2 separate regions of the Mus musculus genome follow, and region 2 is linked to region 1. The links are chromatin contacts, called in public HiChIP or PLAC-seq maps. All regions are on one chromosome and are shown on one strand. Each heading gives the region's core, a stretch centred on a gene start, on an enhancer-like site or on the middle of the called end of the contact. The rest is flanking DNA. Distances are from core to core; before and after follow the strand shown.

Region 1 (2,703 bases), core at 67-2,566:
TGGCCCGTACTCTGGCAGCCAGGGGAAAGAAACCTTAACCTAACTGTGGCTGAACAACTTTTATTTCTGGAACGAATAAATCATAACGCGTTTAACCATTTTGTACTGCAGAACACGTGGTTCCCCACATGCTTTCTTTTTTACAATGTAAATGTTGATGCTACCAGAAGTTTTGGAGTCTTTTCTCCTAAAGAAGCGACTCAATACAGGAATAATGAATACAGAAATTTCAAATCCTAGCTCTTTCCTTGACTAGCTATGTGATTTTAAGTAATTATCCATTCACCCCAGTTTTCTCCTGTGTAAATTGGGGATAATGAACATCCGGCTTCACTTCTGCTTTGAAGATGAAGCCACTGTATACTTACATGTTCATGGATTGAAAAAATAACACTGGTCTGGTAGTATAGGCCTCATCCCAGAGACTCAGGAGGCAAGAACATCACTAGGTCAGGATCTACCTTGGCTTCGGAGTAAATTCAAGTCCAGCCTGGGCAACTTAGTGAGACTGTCTCAAAAATATGGAATGAGGGTTGGGGAGATAGTTCAGTGGTAGTGACTAGCCTGGCATGTGTATGACCTTGAGTCTAAGTCCAGGGACCAATGCTTAAACCTCCCTAAAGGAAAAGGTCCTTTATGCATGGATAACACCCTACGTGATAACTGCTATAGCATTAAAGACCGAAACTTGACTTATTCTTAGTTGCAATAGGGCATGCATGCTATTCTGTTCTTGATTTCTAATCCTAAGTCACTCTTTAAATTACTTTATTGCATCAATCTATATTGACAGTGGTGATGCCTCTGTGATCTTGTGTGGCTTCTTCATAATTTTATGACATGCCCTTAAGCATATTAAATGTCACATATTACTGTACTGTTGCTTTCAATGTGGATGTATGTAATTGCAACTAAAAACTTTTAAAATTTTATTATTATTATTATTATTATTATTTTACTTATTCACTTTACATCCTGCTCACTGCCTCACCTCCCGGTCACCCTCCTCCCACAATCCCTCCTCCATCCTTCCTCCTGTTTCCTGAGTGTGTGGGGGCCCCTGGGTATCCCCCTACCCTGGCATCAAGTCTCAGCAGGGCTAGGTGCATTCTCTCCCACTCTAAGTCTAGACAAGGCAGCCCCGCTAAAAGAACATATACCAGTTACAGGCAACAGCTCCTGGGGTAGCCCCCACTCCCACCCCACCCCACCCCCACTCCAGTTGTTTGGGACCCGCATAAAGAGCAAGCTGTACATCTGCTACAGGCAGCTCTTTCCTGGTTGGCCTGTTCTCCGTGCACTTTTGCTCCCTAGTGATTGCTGCAAGGCCTTCGCTTTCTCTAAAGTCTGACAAATTCAAAATGCTGTTCCTTCAGCTGTCAAATTCCCTTCAAGGAATTTCCCCTGTCTCTTGTTTTCTTTCTTCTCTCGTTGTTTTGTTTGTTTGTTTGTTTTTGTTATGTTTGTTTGATTCGAGGCATTTAAAACATTCATGGAAGCCCGTGCTTCCAGCTTCTATTTTTTTCCACCACCACTTCCTCTCCTCTTTTTTTTTTAAATTTTTTTTCCTCACCACTAGATTTGTTAATATTTAACTCCCTGTAGTTTTGTCCTTAAGGGCAGACTGTTAACCATCTATGTACCTGTGCAGCTAGCCTAGCTCCAGCGCTTGATCAACAGCCAATAAATAGCTGTGCAGTGAATAACGAAGGCGTAAGCAGAAGTCCATAGACCACAGAAGTGCACACGAAGGCCACGTTTCTTTAACAGCCAAGTTAGGGAAACCACACACCTACATGTTATAGCCTCTGAGAAACCTGCTTCTCCCTGGGATTGGCCTCCTGGGGGGCCATTACTGCTCCACAAATGCAGTCATTGTCTTGTTATCACTGCGTCCCAGAGGGTCACTCCTGTTATCTGGTAGCTTCTCCAGAATGACATTCTGTCCTATTAGTTTCTCTTCCAAGAATGGACTTTGAGCTCTCTCTTAAGTCTCCAAGGGGCACTCTTGCAAGAGAAACGCAGTTAAGGGCTCGAGCTATGGAGCTCAATGGAAGAGTGTTTGCCCAACATGTATAAGGAACTGGGTTGATCCCCAGAACCACAAAAAGTGATTGATTGATTAATCAATTGACAAAAATGTGCTGCAGATTTTTTGTTTGTTTATTTGTTTTGTTTTGTTTTGTTTTGTTTTGAGACAGGGTTTCTCTGTGTAGCCCTGGCTGTCCTGGAACTCACTTTGTAGACCAGGCTGGCCTTGAACTCAGAAATCCGCCTGCCTCTGCCTCCCGAGTGCTGGGATTAAAGGCGTGTGCCACCACGCCCGGCTGTAGATTTTTATTATTGTTTTTTGTTTGTATTGTTTCAAGACAGTGTCTCACTGTATAGCCCTGGCTGTCCTGGAATTCACTATGTAGAGTTACAGAGACCCACGCAGCCTCCTGAGGGCTGGGATCAAGCGCATTCACTGCCACCATGACCAGCAGATTTAGATGTGAAAAAGCAAATATACTATGGATGCCAGCAACTACTGGAACACCCAGTATACAATGTCCAGTTCACCCCTACTAGCAGAAATCTCCAGACAGCTCCACACTCTAGACCAGAGCCCTGAGGACTGTGGTAAGAAAGGAATCAGCTAGACAGACAGAAGAGACCTCGATACCTCATGTCTCTCCTCAAAAGGCAGTTATAGAGCGGAAA
Region 2 (2,703 bases), core at 91-2,590, 210 kb before region 1:
AGCCAACCCGGGACTGAGGGGTCTCTCTGCTTCTCTCCCTGTGGCTATCTAGTGTCCCCAAGAGTCATTCCAACCCTCCATCCCCCTGGAGTCTTTCTGCCTCTGTTACCCAGCCTGAGTCCACAGCTTCCAGAGATCAGTTTCCCACCTTCTCAGAACACGTCTCCTGAGAAGGCACAGGAAGGCTCATTTCTCCTGAAGCGTGGTTTTGGGGTTTTTTTTTTGGGGGGGGGTTGTTTTTCTTGTCATAAAGCAAGTTTCTAGTTTCCAACATTTTTAACTCAGAGCCCTGCTCAGCCACTCCTGTAACCTCAAGAAAATCCTTGCCAGGTAGTTTTCTTATGGGCAAATGAGACTTCCAAGGTCCTCAAAGGCTTTGAAGTTGGAGGATTGGCCCAAGGAGAACTAGCTTTGGTGTATTGTACAGAGCCACCCTAATGACAGCCTGTTGGGTTCTACACGCAGTTTCAGGGGTCCCTGGAAGGTGAAATCTGTGGGGTGTCACTAGAAAAAGATGCCGATCTTGATCTCTGATTTCCTCGATCCTAGTCACTCACATGTGCACCTGTTCTTCACATATACATGGAACTCTGATGGTGGCTGAGGTGGGGGAAGGAAATGGCTAGCACATTTGAGGCAATCTTGAATCCAGGTCATTTCCCTCAGCTGACTTATGCAGGGCCGAGCACAGGCCGCTATGTAACATACACGGTTAGATTCATACAGGAAACGGCACAGCTTCCAAATCACGCACTCGAGATCTTGACTGCATTTCTGTTGGTTTGTGTCTGGCTGACCTTAGGAAGGTCTTAACATTTCTGATTTTCCATGTTTTCCATTAAATAAGTACAGCGTCTCTTATCCCATGTAGCTCCGTTAGAACAGCGCTTGCGTAGTAGCTCTCTTGAAGCCCCGGGATTCAATCACCAGTGAGTGAAGCATAAAACTGGTCAGAGCAGTGAGTATCTATAATCCCAGCATTCAGTGGGGGGAAGATTAGAGGATTGGACGCTCAAGGTCACTCTCAGCTACACAGTGAGCTTGAAGCCAGCCTGGGTAACACGAAAATCTCTCCGGAAAAATAAAAGCTGGGGAGTGGGGAGAGGAAGGAAGGAGGGTGAGAATGAAGGTCCTTCAGAGTTCTTTAACGGTGAACAGTTTGTGTTGGACTAACACAGTAGCACTTTGTGGAGAGCTGCTGAGGTTCAGGAATCCAGCATGGGGGCTTCCCAAGCTACACCTGTCACCAAAACTGGCAGGAGCCAGATTGCCCTGCCTGTCCTAGACCTTCAGCGTAACCCCGCATGGTTCCCGTGGCTCCCGCTGCTGCTCTGATCCTTCTTAGGTCCCGCAAATCAAACGGGGACACCTACTGGTGCCCTCTCTCATGCCTGCAACTTCCTCGCTGGCTCTGGGAACGCTTTTTCTCCACGCTGCTTGAAGCATCAGCTTTGAGGACTCTCTCCACCCTAGGGTAAAGCAGCCTTTACGCTCGGTTCTGAAAACAGACCGGTGTGGCTTCCTCTGTACTCAGCTTTCCCTGTAGGCTCGCCGTCCCATCCTTCCAGCCCCAAGCCGCAGCCTCCCTCTGCTCTAGACCTTATAGACAACCTTTGGGCCACCTGCTGAGTTCTCACTTCTGGTGTGAGTCAAGTTCCTGTTACCGGCTGAGTCATCCTCTGGGCATCTTGTTTTGGCTCAGATTCCCAGCGGTGTCTGAGGTCCAGACCTGTGGTCTCAGCCTTGGCTGCACATTTGAATAAAGGGGAGAACTGATCAAATTGATCTTGAGCAAGTCCGGGGTGAGCATTTTTAACAGCCCCTCGATTCACTTCGCACGGGAACTGTCTCCTGAAATCCCGGCAAGGTTTTGCCTCCAACACCAAAAACAGTAAGCACAGAGTAAAAACTGAAAATGTAATCTCAAACAAGAATGGAAGAGGGTGATATATTCCTTACCTCTCATAACTGTCCGCAAATATTAACTTCTGAATTGACAATTTTGCAAACAGGGGCTGCAAATAAGCCCTTTCAGCCTTTTCGACTTTCAGATTTGAAAGTCATTTGAATCCTCACAAGGTCATTGTCATCTATTAAGATCAAATTTAAAGAGAAATGAGAGAGGGTGGGGTACTTGCTGCTCTTCCAGAGGTAAGTTATGTTTCCAGCTCCCATGTTCTATAACTTCTGTCTATAACTCTGGCTCCAGGGACTTGATTCCCCTTTCTGGCCTTTTCAGATCTCCCCCCCCCCTCTCACACACACACACTCTCTCTCTCTCACACACACACACTCTATCTCTCACACACACACTCTCTCTCACACACACTCTCCCTCTTGCTCTTTCTCTCTCTCTCTCTCTCTCTCTCTCTCTCTCTCTCTCTCTCTCTCTCACACACACACACACACACACACACACACACACAGAGGGGGGGGGGTGGGAATGAAGGAATTAGGGCCTCTTGAAGGATGTGACTCCTGGTTTGGTTATTCAGTCTTTCTGAGACGATGGGGTAAATATCAATTTTTAAATTCTGCCTATTTCAAGTGTTTGGTTCACTCGGTGATGTGAACTATCCGATGACAAACTTAGCAGTAAAAGTGATAACAGCTGAGAAGTGTTTATCTTCCTTTCATGGCCCCACCTGTGGGGTACATAAAACGCAATAGAACAGTGGAAAAGACTGGAAAGAGCAGCTGAAC

Evidence for each region. HiChIP or PLAC-seq counts read pairs in DNA pulled down with a chosen protein or histone mark.
Region 2: a contact with region 1 is called in a FOXA1 HiChIP or PLAC-seq map of pancreatic cancer cells. The contact joins two enhancer-like sites. A contact is called at or near these places in 4 of 484 Hi-C or Micro-C datasets (embryonic stem cells, frontal cortex, nephron progenitors and 1 more), 4 of 115 datasets of contacts at active chromatin or transcription factors (embryonic stem cells, memory CD8 T cells, pancreatic cancer cells and 1 more) and 1 of 9 other capture datasets (embryonic stem cells).

The regions. Positions count from the first base shown.
Region 1 is chr13:98,941,159-98,943,861 of GRCm38.p6, reverse strand. All of the region lies in intron 1 of Gm35215 (a long non-coding RNA gene), which reads left to right. Among named protein-coding and RNA genes, the nearest start is that of Gm35215, 3.4 kb to the left of the region's middle. Within about 2 kb of position 1,316, at least 40 of the 459 cell types and tissues checked have an H3K27ac peak or open chromatin away from gene starts, as enhancers often do. A contact at or near this core is called in pancreatic cancer cells, where this site is marked.
Region 2 is chr13:99,151,403-99,154,105 of GRCm38.p6, reverse strand. No RefSeq gene overlaps it. Among named protein-coding and RNA genes, the nearest start is that of Gm41036, 24 kb to the left of the region's middle. Within about 2 kb of position 1,340, at least 97 of the 459 cell types and tissues checked have an H3K27ac peak or open chromatin away from gene starts, as enhancers often do. A contact at or near this core is called in pancreatic cancer cells, where this site is marked.